3 separate regions of the Mus musculus genome follow, and regions 1 and 2 are each linked to region 3. A link is a contact called in public HiCAR-type and promoter capture Hi-C data. All regions are on one chromosome and are shown on one strand. The core of a region is the stretch at or near the end of the contact, and the rest is flanking DNA. Distances in the headings are between cores, read along the strand shown.

What was found. Promoter capture Hi-C pulls out the DNA fragments that hold promoters and counts their contacts. HiCAR-type assays count read pairs that join an accessible place to other places.
Region 1: a contact with region 3 is called in a HiCAR-type map of astrocytes, with 4 times the contacts expected there. The contact joins the promoter of Ddx46 here to the promoter of Higd2a in region 3. A contact is called at or near these places in 4 of 39 promoter capture datasets (the C10 cell line, liver, neutrophils and 1 more), 2 of 115 datasets of contacts at active chromatin or transcription factors (astrocytes and pancreatic cancer cells) and 2 of 9 other capture datasets (liver and macrophages).
Region 2: a contact with region 3 is called in a promoter capture Hi-C map of liver, with 2.5 times the contacts expected there. The contact joins the promoter of B230219D22Rik here to the promoter of Higd2a in region 3. A contact is called at or near these places in 4 of 39 promoter capture datasets (the C10 cell line, liver and pre-B cells), 1 of 484 Hi-C or Micro-C datasets (pre-B cells) and 1 of 9 other capture datasets (adipose tissue).

What each region holds. Positions count from the first base shown.
Region 1 is chr13:55,633,122-55,637,301 of GRCm38.p6, forward strand. Ddx46 (DEAD box helicase 46) reads left to right here and starts at 1,878. Exons shown (of 23, transcript NM_001282055.1): 1 at 1,878-2,074. The coding sequence starts at 2,058.
Region 2 is chr13:55,690,349-55,694,786 of GRCm38.p6, forward strand. B230219D22Rik (RIKEN cDNA B230219D22 gene) reads left to right here and starts at 2,776. Exons shown (of 2, transcript NM_181278.2): 1 at 2,776-2,999.
Region 3 is chr13:54,587,017-54,591,543 of GRCm38.p6, forward strand. It overlaps Higd2a (HIG1 domain family, member 2A), which reads left to right and starts at 3,215. Exons shown (of 2, transcript NM_025933.3): 1 at 3,215-3,403; 2 at 3,708-4,131. The coding sequence starts at 3,250. The coding sequence ends at 3,874. It overlaps Nop16 (NOP16 nucleolar protein), which reads right to left and starts at 3,058. Exons shown (of 5, transcript NM_178605.4): 1 at 2,845-3,058; 2 at 2,647-2,755; 3 at 1,582-1,651. The coding sequence starts at 2,951.

The sequences.
Region 1 (4,180 bases), core at 628-3,127, 1.0 Mb after region 3:
GTCATAGTTGGGAATTTTCTCTTGTACATTCTCACAAGTGTGTCTTTGTCTTTTGCCTTGACTTTCTGTGCTGCAACCAAACTCAGGCCTTGTGCACACCAGCTTGGTGGTCTGACATTGAGCTACATGTCTTTTAAGATTGTTCCTATTAGATTTATTCATTTTATCTTGTGTGTTTTGCCTGCCTGTATGTATTTATACCATATGTGTGCTTGGTGCTTAGGGAGGTAAGAAGAGAGCATTGGAGCCCCTGGAATTAGAGTTATGAATGGTTCTGAACCACCGTGTCTGTAATGGGAATCGAACCCAGATCTTCCGCAGGAGCAACAAGGGCTCTTTACCTCTGAGAAATCTTTTTAGCTATGCAGAGTATCTTTTAAAACCAAACTCGAACAGAAATGTTAAATTTGGCTGGGCAGTGGTGGCACACACTTTTAATCCCAGCACTTGGGAGGCAGAGGCAGGTGGATTTTTGAGTTCGAGGCCAACCTGGTCTACAGAGTGAGTTCCAGGATAGCCAGGGCTACAGAGAAACCCTGTCTTGAAAAAAAGAAAAAAAAAAAAAAAAAAAAAGAAACCAAAATTCTGGTCTACAGAGTGAGTTCCAGGACAGCCAGGGCTACACAGAGAAAGCCTGTCTCAATAAACAAAGAAAACAAACAAACAAACAAACAAAAATAGGCCAGGCAGTAGTGACGCATGACTTTAATCCCAGCACTTGGGAGGCAGAGGCAGATGGATTTCTGAGTTCGAGGCCAGCCTGGTCTACAGAGTGAGTTCCAGGACAGCCAGGGCTACACAGAGAAACCCTGTCTCAGAAAACCAACCAACCAACCAACCAACCAGCCAACCAAAAACCAATGACCGCACCTGCCAATGGTGTGATGCATGGCCCCAGGCATCCAGGTGTTCTTCTAGAATGCATTGTCTGTTCCTTTTCTGGTTTTGAGTTTGTTTTAAAATAGTTGCTCAGTGGTTCCCTTTATTAGGCCTAATTGGTTTTCATGAAAACATCCTTTTCCTAGGAAGGCATAGACGCCTCCATTTTTTGCAGTCATGAAGTTAGTCTTTTGCAGTCTTGGAGGACCTCTGTAGGTAGGGAATCTATTTGCTCTTGCTTTGCTTTGTTCTACCAAGGCCAGGTTGTCTTTAATCTGATTGGTCATTTGAGGTGTTTGTAGGCATAGGAAATCCTTTGGGAGGGCTTCTTTGTTCCAGTATAGGGGTAAGTTCGGTAAGTAAAACACTTAAAGGACAGGTCAAAATGTGAATATAAAGATAATAAGCAGAAATGGAGTGATCCAGACAAAGAGCCAGAGCAAGAGGGAGGCCCGTGCTTTTTGTCTGGTGCCTTTGGGCCCCATTTCCTGAGCGGTTGAACGGATCATGTATTCCCCCCTGCCCCGAAAGCTTCCCAGTGTTAAGAACTATTATAATCCTTAGTGCAGTTTATCTCTGTTCTGTAGATTCTAAGTCTTCACATCTCATATTGAAGAGTCTTTCCTCTTCAGTATGATGCTCCTTGTGTCGAAGACACATCACTACTATTAGTTGTCAGGATCTGGCATACACATAAGTGACTCAGTACGGAGCATATAAGGAGACAGGAGCATTAGTTAATGCAGATTAAGGCAAACAGACACACTCCCTGGGAGAGCCGCAGGCTGCATTAGGTTCCTCGGTGGTCTGCAGCGAAGACCCTTTGCAAGGCTGACCTGGCTGATGGCACACTCCATAGCGCCAAAAAGGGCTGCGGGTTGCGCTAGAAAAGTAAGTTGTTGCTGCCGGCGCAGCCCGCGCCGCGCGGCCTCCAGTCGGTTGGTGGCGCTCTGGAGAAGCAGCCGCTTCCTTCCGCCCGCTCCTTCCTTCCGCACCCCGGCACCAGCACATCCTGTTTTCGTTGGCCACGCTCTGATGGCGGTCACTGCTGGAGCTCTGTCCATTTCGTAGGACCGGTCCTCGCTCGGTACCGTGAGAGCTTGCTGCCTCCCTCCTTTGTCCTCTTCATAGGCCTGCGCATCGTCCCCGAGGGCGCAGGCCTTCTGCTGGCCGGCAGCATGGGCCGGGAGTCTCGGTGAGTCCGCGGGCGAGCGGCTTCTTGGGCTCGGAGGGGAGCGAGCGGGTGGAGGGAGCGGCGCTGCGGGTAGAGTGCGGGTGGCCGCGCGTGTGGCTGCTGAGGACCCGGTCACCCGGGCTGTGACGAGGCGCAGCTGGCATGCAGGGCAGCCGATTGCCGTGAGCTTGCGACCACCGGTCGAGCCCTGAGCGGGAACAGTCCCCCTGACCCCACCCCGCCCATCACGGAGCCTCCCGCCTCATCCCCCGGGTCAACCCAGAGCCGGTTCACTCCCGTTCCTCTTCGTCTTCACAACATTGTTTGCCTCCACTCTGGGTTACTTTCGTGCGCACGTGGGCCTCTCTGCCTAAGTCATTTAGAAGGAGCGTATGCAGGCCTTTTTTACGCACCTGCTATATGTGCAGGACCGGCTTTTATTGGGTTACAACAAAAACACCTGTTCCATGGCCATTTATTCCGCGGATACATTTTGTTACTATGTTGCCTGCTTCTTTGTGAAACCTTTCACGCGGGCACCTTACGGTGTCTTCAAAACTTTAGGTTTTAATAACGGATTAGGACCTTGAGGTAGATGATGATGATATTATTACTACTACTACTATTATTATAATCATCATCTTGAAAGATGAGATGACTGGTATGTATGTAGCCAGTCTGAAAGGTACTGTGGTTCACTGTGTAGGGAGAATGAAAACTTGGCGTACTGGGTTAAAACTTAGGTTCAGGGAAACAAGCCAAGTGTGAGTGGAGCAGCTTGAAATTTTTGCAAACCAAAAAAACCTGTAGCATCTTCCGTATAAAGGGTGTATTGCCAGTGACCATGGTTCTTTTTTTGGGGGGGTGGGGGGTCCGAGACAGGGTTTCTCTGTATAGCCCTGGCTGTTCTGGAACTTACTTTGTAGACTAGGCTGGCCTCGAATTCAGAAATCTGCCTGCCTCTGCCTCCTGAGTGCTGGGATTAAAGGCGTGCGCCACCACACCCGGCCTGAATTACCTTTCTTGATCTTGCTGTTATAATTATTATATTTGTATTGCTGGAATCAAAATAACAATAAGACCTTGCCATTTTTTGACTTAGTATCTGTTGGATCCTGTTACTTTCAAGAGGAAATTCAGACTCCCCAGACCTTTCGCAGAAGGTCCTTTTCACCCATTTACCTGCGTACAGTTGACTTCCTGTGGTGCCTGGCTTCCGCTCATCTGGAGCTTTCTAGGTAGATCCTGAGAAGGCTCAGAAAGCGAATGGATTGTTGATTCCTAGTAATGGCAGCCTTCAGTGATGGCGAGGAAGGCTGCTATGAGCTGATGTCAGGGCCTCACACATTCGGAACATGGGCTGGACGACCATGGCCTCTCCCCTCAGCACAGCCTCCCTTTCCTGCTTATTCTGGTCCCATGTGGAGACACCCAGCCCTTCTCTCTTGCCCTCATACTTGGTATTTAATTCATAATTAAGATGAGTCAGTGCTAGTGTTTTGGGCTTCTATGTTTTATCTCCACTGGAGATCTTGGTATTTCTCAGCATCTACTCTCGCTATTCTGACCTAAGCGGGGCTTCTCTGAAGCCGGATGCTTGCTTCAGTCTCATGGTTTCTCTCCTCCTGTTGCCTCCTCCGTTTGATCTGTTCTGTGCTCAGCAACAAGACAATACTTTCGTTTTTATAGATACAAGCTGCGCTTCCAACTGCCAGAGGCACTGCCTCCACCCCTGAGTGCTGGCATTGCATACCTGATTCTTGAGTGATAACTTTAAAAATAGTCATGCTTAAACATCTTCCGGTAACTTTTTCCTTTTTTGTTATTTATTGTAAGAATATTTACTCATGGGGCTGGAGAGGTGGCTCAGTGGTTCAAAGCCCTGGGTTTGCTCCAGAGGATCCAGGTTCAATTCCTAGCATCCACGTGGCTCACAGCTGTCTGTAACTCCAGTTCCACGAGTGCGCGCGCGCGCACACACACACACACACACACACACACATTTGTCCTCAGGTATATACATATACATATACACATAAATTAATTAAAATATTTATTTAGAGATGAGAACATACTGATCTTAGCCTGATTGACATAGTGATCTTTCCTCAGTAGCTTAGACACCTT
Region 2 (4,438 bases), core at 1,526-4,025, 1.1 Mb after region 3:
CATGGCCTCTGCATCAGCTCCTGCTTCCTGACCTGCTTGAGTTCTAGTCCTGACTTCCTTTGGTGATGAACAGCAATGTGGAAGTGTAAGCTGAATAAATCCTTTCTTCCCCAACTGCTTCTTGGTCATAATGTTTGTGCAGGAATAGAAACCCTGACGAAAGCCGGGCTTGGTGGCGGCACTCTGGAGGCAGAGGCAGGTGGACTTCTGAGTTCGAGGCCAGCCTGGTCTACAAAGTGAGTTCCAGACAGCCAGGGCTATACAGAGAAACCCTGTCTCATAAAACAAAACAAATAAAAACAACAACAAAAAAACCAAAAAACAAAACCAAAAAAAAAAACCCACAAACAAACAAACAAAAGAAACCCTGACTAAGACAAACACAATGAAGCATGGCATAGAGATCACCTCCAAGCTTCAGCCGGAGCTGAAGGTCCTTTAGCTCTATTCAAAAAGAAACTGGCTTGAGCCAGTAACTCTAAATGCAGTGCCAGGACCCTCCTAAGAGCAGCTTGTAAAAGCTAGAAAGATGGCTCAATAGTTAAGAGCACTGGCTGCTTGCTCTTCCAGAGGTCCTGAGTTCAATTCCCAGCAACCACATGGACATTCACAACTATCTGTAATGGGATCTGATGCCCTCTTCTGGTGTGCCTGAAGACAGCTACAGTGTACTCATAAATGAAATAAATAAATCTTTTAAGTGCCAGGGGCCTAGTTTCCAGCCTCTAGTTAAAGCTCAAAAAATGGACACATCAGTACCCTCAATGTCACAGCTCAGCAGCCAGAGCTAGCAATTGAGTGCCCTCCTTTTTATGAGCAGGAAGGTGGACTTCCAGGCTCACCTCTCAGCTCTCTGACTCCCAGATTTCTGCAGTCTAGCTGCTACAGTGTAGCCACCTGCTAAGCTGCTTCTGGGCTGCCAGCTCCAAGCTTTAGGCTGGCTCCTCTTAAGTTGTGGCCGAAGTAAGGCCCATTGGAGCAGCTGCCAGTGGTTCTCTCTATCAGACAGGAGTCTCCTTGGCAGCTCTGGGATTTGTGGGTTTTTTTTTTCCATTAAAAAAAAAACAATAATAGCAAAACTATGTTGTTAATGCCCGCTTTAGTACCTTTGAAGAGAGGGGCTGTTTGCTCCTTGGGTACCATGGGGAATCTAGGGTTATTGTTGCCTCCTGCTGGGGAGGTTTTGGTTTTCCCTCAGAAGTCTATTTAGAGACAGAAGACTGTCAATTTCCTTCTTTCTTTCTTTCTTTCTTTCTTTCTTTCTTTCTTTCTTTCAAGATTTATTTATTTATTTCCTGTATGTAAGTGTACTGTCACTGACACACCAGAAGAGGGCATCAGATCTCATTACAGATGGTTGTGAGCCACCATGTGGTTGCTGGGAATTGAACTCAGGACCTCTGGAAGAACAGTCAGTGCTCTTAACCACTGAGCCATAACTCCAGCCCAATACTATCAATTTCATGTTCCGGGCTTATAGTAAGAACTCTGAATCCAGGATAATTCTACAACCAAGCGACTCAGAAGGAAATACCGCCAAATGGAATTAGGCTAGTGGTTCCGCCTTTTAGGATAAAGGATATGGCACATTGTAGAGATGTCAGGGATTAAAAAAAAAAAAAAAACTAAATACTACAGGGCACCCCACATAAAATACCTTAATTATTACACATCTTACATCTGAGAGCCCTAACACCATCACCATCTGAATATTCTCATGTTTGGATATGGGCAGTCCTGCCCTACCCACCCTTAAGAAACTAAAGGGCAGACACTGAGTCTTTTTGTTTGTTTGTTTGTTTGTTTGGGGAGGGTTTCAAGGCAGGCTGTCCTGGAACTCACTCTGTAGACCAGGCTGGCCTCAAACTCAGAAATCCGCCTACTTTTGCCTCCCAAGTGCTGGGATTAAAGGCGTGCGCCACCACTGCCCAGTTTTGAGTTGGTTATTTATTTATTTAGCCATTGTGGGATTTCAGAATCATTTTTATTTGCATTTCCATGATGACTAAGGATTTTCAACATTTCTTTTAGATTTATTTGGGAATACTTCTGCTGCCTGGAGATGAGCTAACTTGAAGCCCAAGGATAGTAAGTACCATGGCTAGAAAATTCTCAAAGACTGAGGTAAGGCTGGGAGCTCCACCTTACCCCTGAGATGCTAGCTGCAGGAAAGAAGCAAGCTTTACTGGTACCTCTGCTGTGAACCCTGACCATGATGAGTCACCCGTGTGCCTACTCATATTGCCGTGCCTAACATTTCTGCTGGTTTATTTTTGTTTGTTCATGCTCTGTAGCCCAGGTTGACTCCAAACTCATTTTATGTATATGAGTACACTGTAGCTCTCAGACACACCAGAAGAGGGCAATCAGATCCCTTTACAGATGGTTGTGAGCCACCATGTGGTTGCTGGGACTTGAACTCAGGACCTCTGGAAGAGCAGTCTGTGCTCCTAACCACTGAGCCATCTCTCCAGCCCCCAGACAATGAATGAGTCTTAAGGGCTGCAGACAGGCATGAGCAAACATCGTTTTCAAACAGCTGTGTAAACGGCTTCTGGACAACTGCAGCGGGCTTCAAACGATGCCTGCGTCACGGAGTGACCCTGCATTCTGGGAAGTCACCGAGCCGACCATCCGCTCGCTCATCTTGGCGGGACTGGAGCTCCGCACAGGGACCGTCCGCTTCGCGCGCGCCTGCGCACTCCGTTCGCGGGCCGCGCGAAGAGTCTCGCGATACTTAGGCGTGCCTGCGCCTGCGCAGGCGGCGCTCACATTCCGGGGCTGTGGCGGCTTCTTCCTCCCGCGTCCGGGGCCCCGCGGTGAGGGCTCCAGGGAGTCGGGCGCTGGCGTGGCCTTCGCCGCCGCCGCCGCCGGCCCTCTGCCGTGACTGGACAGGGCCGCCCGGAGCGGGCGCGGCCGGAGTGAACGGAACGGGCGGGAGCTTTCCTGCCTATGGGCGGCCCCTGGGCGCTCTGAGGGCCGGGCTCCGAGCGGCCGAGGTAGGGCGCGGGGCGGCGGCTGGCGCGGGGCCCGGCGAGCGGGATGCGGGATGCGGCGGCGAGCGCGGGCGCCTCCTTCCTCCGGGGCGGCCTCCTTCCCCGCGGTACTTCCGCCCGGGCGCCCGCCGGCCTCGCGGCAAGCGGAAGTCACGGCGCGGGCCGCGCAGCCAGGGCTGCAGGGTGGGCGCGGGGCCGCAGTCTCGCCCTGGAGCTGCGGTCGTCCCCGCATCCCGAGAGCGCGGCGGGGAACGCCTCGGGGTCCCGTTAGGATGCTGACTTGGGGAAGCGCCGTGGGGCACGGCTAAGGAGCGCAGAGAAGACAAAGGAGACCGTTATTTATGTTGTGTAAACTTCTCGGGAGGCGGGAGCGGAGCAGCATCCTCAGTGGTTGACACGGCCTCCCACACTTGTTTAGAATTATAAAATCATATGTGATTATATACAGTAGTTAGCTAGATAGTAACAAAACACCGAGGGTTGTGGGATATTTGATCCTTGGAGGAGAACGGCGTGTGGGCCTTTGAAGCTTTGCTATATTTACAAAGCTTAAAGGTGCCTTGTGAATTTACTAAAAATAGTTTTTTTGGGAGCAATGTCTGCCACATTCAAGGTAAAAAAAAAAAAAGAAAGAAATGTGATTGTTTCATTGGAAGACGGCAGGATTAAACACCCACAGTAAAACTTAAGGGAAAGCAGGTCGCAGCAGACCTTCAAAACTACTAATTTAGTCACAGTGAAACTCCTCGCTGGCTTCCTTAAACTTACCGGTGCACCATTTTAAAAGATGCTTCTTCGTTTGTTTGATGTGTGCAAGGCATTGGGGTCCACCCCTAGTACCACAAACAAAACAAAACCAACTGTAGCCTTTGCTTTGCAACACGATTTGTTCTGTTAACTCCTAGCTTATGTTCCACCCACGTCTTAAGAGAAATTCCTCCGCCCACTTTTCTCAAATGTAACCTGCATCATTTTAGTGAACTTTGCATGGAAAGAATCCAAGAATAGCTGGGAAAAAAAGCAGTTAAGAGCGTGTACCAGGCTTGAAGAGAAGTAGGGTTTGGCTCCCTGCACTACGGTGCACTGGGAACCAAATGTAACTCCATGTGTTGCACCCCGGGGGGACTCACACTCATTTGTTCTCATGTAGACAAGCATAATTTAAAACATAAGGTAATAGCTGACCAAGCATGTTGGTTAACACCTTTACACCCATTACTTTCTTGGTGAGGCAGGAGGATTGTTATGAAGACAAACCTCAAAAATTAAAAATCCCCAAAAGCAAACCAAAGAATTATCAGCAGGTAGGTCTTAGAGTGGAAAGAGGTAGGCATTAATGCTAATGTGTTAGCCAAATGCTGAAATTTATCATGCATGTAAATATATGTGGTGGTTTTATACACAACGGACTTTATAGTGCCGAAATAGGTTGTAAGAATATT
Region 3 (4,527 bases), core at 1,965-4,464:
AGAAATGATGTGGTCAGAACCAATCTAAGCGTGAGGAACTAAAACTTCTTAAAGTCAAAACCATCTCTGACCTGGTGGTTGGACAGTCCCAGCTTTGCAAAAACAATGTCAGGGCTGTATTATGTAGCAGTGTGAATATATGTACCAACACACTTGTACTTTTTTCTTCAAGGCAGTGTTTCTCAATGTAGTCCTGGCTGTTCTGGAACTTGCTCTGTAGACCAGGCTGTCCTCCAACTCACAGAGATCTACCTGCCTCTGCCTCCCAAGTGTTTGGATTAAAGGCGTGTGCCACCACTGCCGGGTCAGAACTATACATTATAAAAGGGCCAAGAAGGTAAATTTTATGTAATTCTTTCAGCTACAATTTAAATCTTAGAAAAATTCTTACAGGTGCCTTTAACACCAGAATTTAAGAGACGGAGGTAGGTTGTTCTTTGTGAGTTCAAGGATAGCCAGGGCAACATAGACTACATCTAGAAGAAAAAACAAAAACAAACAAAAAAAAATCAAACACAATTACCTTACCACCTTAAGTATATGTGGCTGTGAATATTTCCAGAAGGGTGTAGGTCCCCTCGTTGAACTGTCGAAAATTCTAATGTGAACCAGCCAAATAGAAGACTCAAAATAATTTCATGTCAAGCATCTGTCTATTCAAATCAGGAGATGTGAAAAAATAAAATCACCTGAATGGAGGTATGGCTATAAGGCTGAGTGTACACTTAGCATTCAAGAGGCCCAGGGTTCAATTTCCAACACACAAATAAAAAATGACAAGGGGCTAGAGAGATGGCTCAGCAGTTAAGAGCACTGACTGCTCTTCCAGAGGGCCTGAGTTCAATTCCCAGCAATCAGGTGGTGGCTCACAACCCTCTGTAATGGGATCCGATGCCCCCTTCTGGTGTGTCTGAACACGCTACAGTGTACTCCATATGCATACAATAAAAATAAATTAATTAAAAAAAATACACACACACAATAAACCTACAACAGGTAGGGAAAAGGTTAGGCAAGGATTCAAGAATATTCTCAGCCCGGTGTGGTGGCGCAAACCTTTAATCCCAGCACTTGGGAGACAGAGGCAGGAGGATTTCTGTTCGAGGACAGCCTGGTCTACAGAGTGAGTTCCAGGACAGCCAGGGCTACACAGAGAAACCCTGTCTTGAAACAAACAAACAAACAAACAAACAAACAAAGAATATTCTCTTTCCTGCAGGGTGTGTGCCTCTCTCTACAGCAGGAACACATGGGGAGTAAATGTATCACTGGACAGACTAAATGACAGGCCAAGCTCTCGAGTCATGAGAAACTGGGCACAAGCCTGAGACCTTCTTCTTCGTCCTTTCAGACACCCAGTTCTAGCTTGTATGAGCGTCTACTACCTTAGTTCATCCATTGAAATCTCATCAATATTAGCTGGAAAACAACTCAGCCAGGGCACAGTACTACTTGTGAACCCTGGACTTCTTCGTTTCTCTCTCTTTGAATCTTGGGCTCTCTGGCTGTAGAGTGAAGAGTCAGAGTGCCCTTTCTACATGAGAGAGGACAGGACGGTAGAAGAACACAGCCCACACTCACCATTTACCACATAGGGCTTCCGTACAAGATCCCGGGGTCGCTCCTCCGTGTCTACCTCCATGGCCTTTACCTGTAAAGAACAGGTTTGAGACCAACAGACAAGCACCTTTGGTCAGAGTTTGACCAACGTTAGGGAAGGACATTCCCTATGGAAACACAACTATGTCTTGTATCAGAAAATCCTTGCCCAAAGTCACTAGAACCAGATCACACCACACACGGTATGTTCATGCTCACACTCACATGTCATACCACACACAGTATGCTCATGCTCACACTCACATGTCACACCACACATGGTATGTTAATGCTCACACTCACATGTCACACCACACATGATATGTTCATACAGTTGCATATGACACCCACAGTAATATTTTTAACAAGCAATTCATCTTTCTGCCTATATCTATGCTTTCCTTACTCTGCTGTGTAGTAGCACCACAAAAACCATGTGCATGAAGAGCGCTTTATAAGTTACAGGGAGCCATGTCCGATAGCTTCTTCATGGGGAGGACTTACCTGCCAGTGCTTAGTTATAATTTTACTAAAAAAAAAAAAAAAAAAAAAAAAACTCTTGGGGTAAGCCGGGGGGTGTTGGTGCACGCCTTTAATCCCAGCACTTGGGAGGCAGAGGCAGGCAGATTTCTGAGTTCGAGGCCAGCCTGGTCTACAAAGTAAGTTCCAGCACAGCCAGGGCTATACAGAAAAACCCTGTCTCGAAAAACGAAAAAACAACAAAACAAAAAAAACCCCTCAAGCTCTGGGGGACAGAAAAAGATACATTCTAGAAAATTCCACTGACCTGAGAAGAAATGGTAAGCAGAGGAGGGGGCGTGAATAAAGGAGGTCGTTAAAGGTCTTTGACCAGAATTAGTGCAAGCAAAATGACTTTATCACAAATATGGGAAGTAAGTGTGTGTGTGTGTGTGTGAGAGAGAGAGAGAGAGAGAGAGAGAGAGAGAACAAATTCTGAAACTCTGCTCAGTGAAGGAACGTCAGGTGGGAAGGAAAATAGGAAGCGGCTAGTGTGGAGATGGGGAAAGTGCTTTGCGTTATCAGTACCTTCTTCTTACGGAGGGGAACCGCCTTGTTGGGGTCCATGGCCAACCCCATCTCCGCCAGGTTCTGCCGCACGGATTTGGTGTGGTCCCAGGCATGTCGTATGTGGGAACTAACATCAAAGAGAGAGAGAGAAATCGAGATTCTGTCACCTCACCTTAGATCCCAGCCCAGGCCCCCGCCTCCAAACTGGCCCCTCACCACTCAATCCGTGGCGCTGCCTTCCGACGAGCATTCCGGTTCAGACGCTTTCGGTTGACGTTGTAACCGAACTTCTGCCTCCGAGTCTTTCCCTTAGCCTTGGGCATCTCGCTAACTGCCCCAACAGCAGCTCAAACCCTTGAAACAGCAGCTCAAACTCAAGAACCACGCTCTCAGAGCCGCGTGTTAATAGTCTCCGTCCACCCGTGCGCGCAAGGATTCTTGGGAAATGTAGTTTTAGTAGTTAGTGCCTCCACATTCACTTACTACAACTCCCAGAAAGCAACGGGCAATGGCGCCTGCGTGCTACACTCAGCAAGCTATTTCCCCGCCCCGTAGTGACCTCATCAGAAGGCGGGGTCCGGTGTCCGGATTTGTGTCCTACCTATTTCTGTGCTGGTGGGTATGGCGGCTCCCGGTCCTGTGAGTCCAGAGGCGCCTTTTGATCCGTCCAAGCCCCCAGTTATCGAGGGCTTCAGCCCCACGGTCTACTCCAACCCAGAGGGCTTTAAGGAAAAGTTTATTCGCAAGACCCGTGAGAACCCAATGGTGCCTATAGGTAAGTGTGTGCTGTAGGAACGGAAGACCGAGAGGACAGCGGTTTCGTAGGGAAAGGAAATAGGGGTGGATCAAGTAAGCCTGGGGTTTGGGAAGGGGAGCGGACCAGAGGTGTGACGAAATGACGGTGCGGGGTGGGGGGTGACTGAAACGAATCGGAATGCATTGCGGGGCTTGGGACTAGATGAAGCAGACTGTAGAACTGCCCTCCTGTTGTGGCTCTGGGAAAGCTGGGACGGGCTACATCCTTAAGGGACCTGCAGGACCCGACCTGTTGCCTCCCGCGTGTGTTGTCCTCTCCCCAGGCTGTCTGGGGACGGCGGCTGCCCTCACCTATGGCCTTTACTGCTTCCACCGCGGCCAGAGCCACCGATCCCAACTCATGATGCGCACCCGGATCGCTGCACAGGGTTTCACGGTCGTAGCCATCTTGTTGGGGTTAGCGGCATCTGCTATGAAGTCTCAAGCCTGAGTATAGCCGGGTCTTAAAGCGCCATGGAAACCATTACAAAACCCAGGAACAACAGACATCCCTGTCAGACTTGCTCCCTCCGTTTCAGACCGGACCTTATTGTCATTTGGGTGAGGAAGTGGCCGATTTTGTAACTGATTTGCGCTTCCACCGCTGCCCCCTCCCGCTCCCAAAATCCCAGGTTCATTTCAGTTGGGTTGCATGCTTCTATTTGTGATGCGTCCCCTTAATTACTTAATAAAAGCTTATTACACTTGTATGTGATGAACTATTTCTTAATCTCATTCCTACGATCAAAACCATGATTTTTCCTTTAAATTTTTAAGAGGGAACAGGCTGTCAGTAGGACTGGCCTTTAAAAATCAGCTAGGTCTGACAGTGCATGCCTATTGCCTTAACTGTTCTGAAGGTTGAGGGAGAAGAAAGAATCTTGCCTGACTGCACATGACTTCAAGAGTTCAAGATCACCGGGCAGTGGTGGCACATGCCTTTAATCCCAGCGCTTGGGAGGCAGAGGCAGGTGGGTTTCTGAGTTTGAGGCCAGCCTAGTCTACAGAGTGAGTTCCAGGACAGCCAGGGCTATACAGAGCCTGTCTCGAAACCCTGTCTCGGAAAAAAAAAAAAATGCAAGATCACTCAGTAGAGTAACTTAG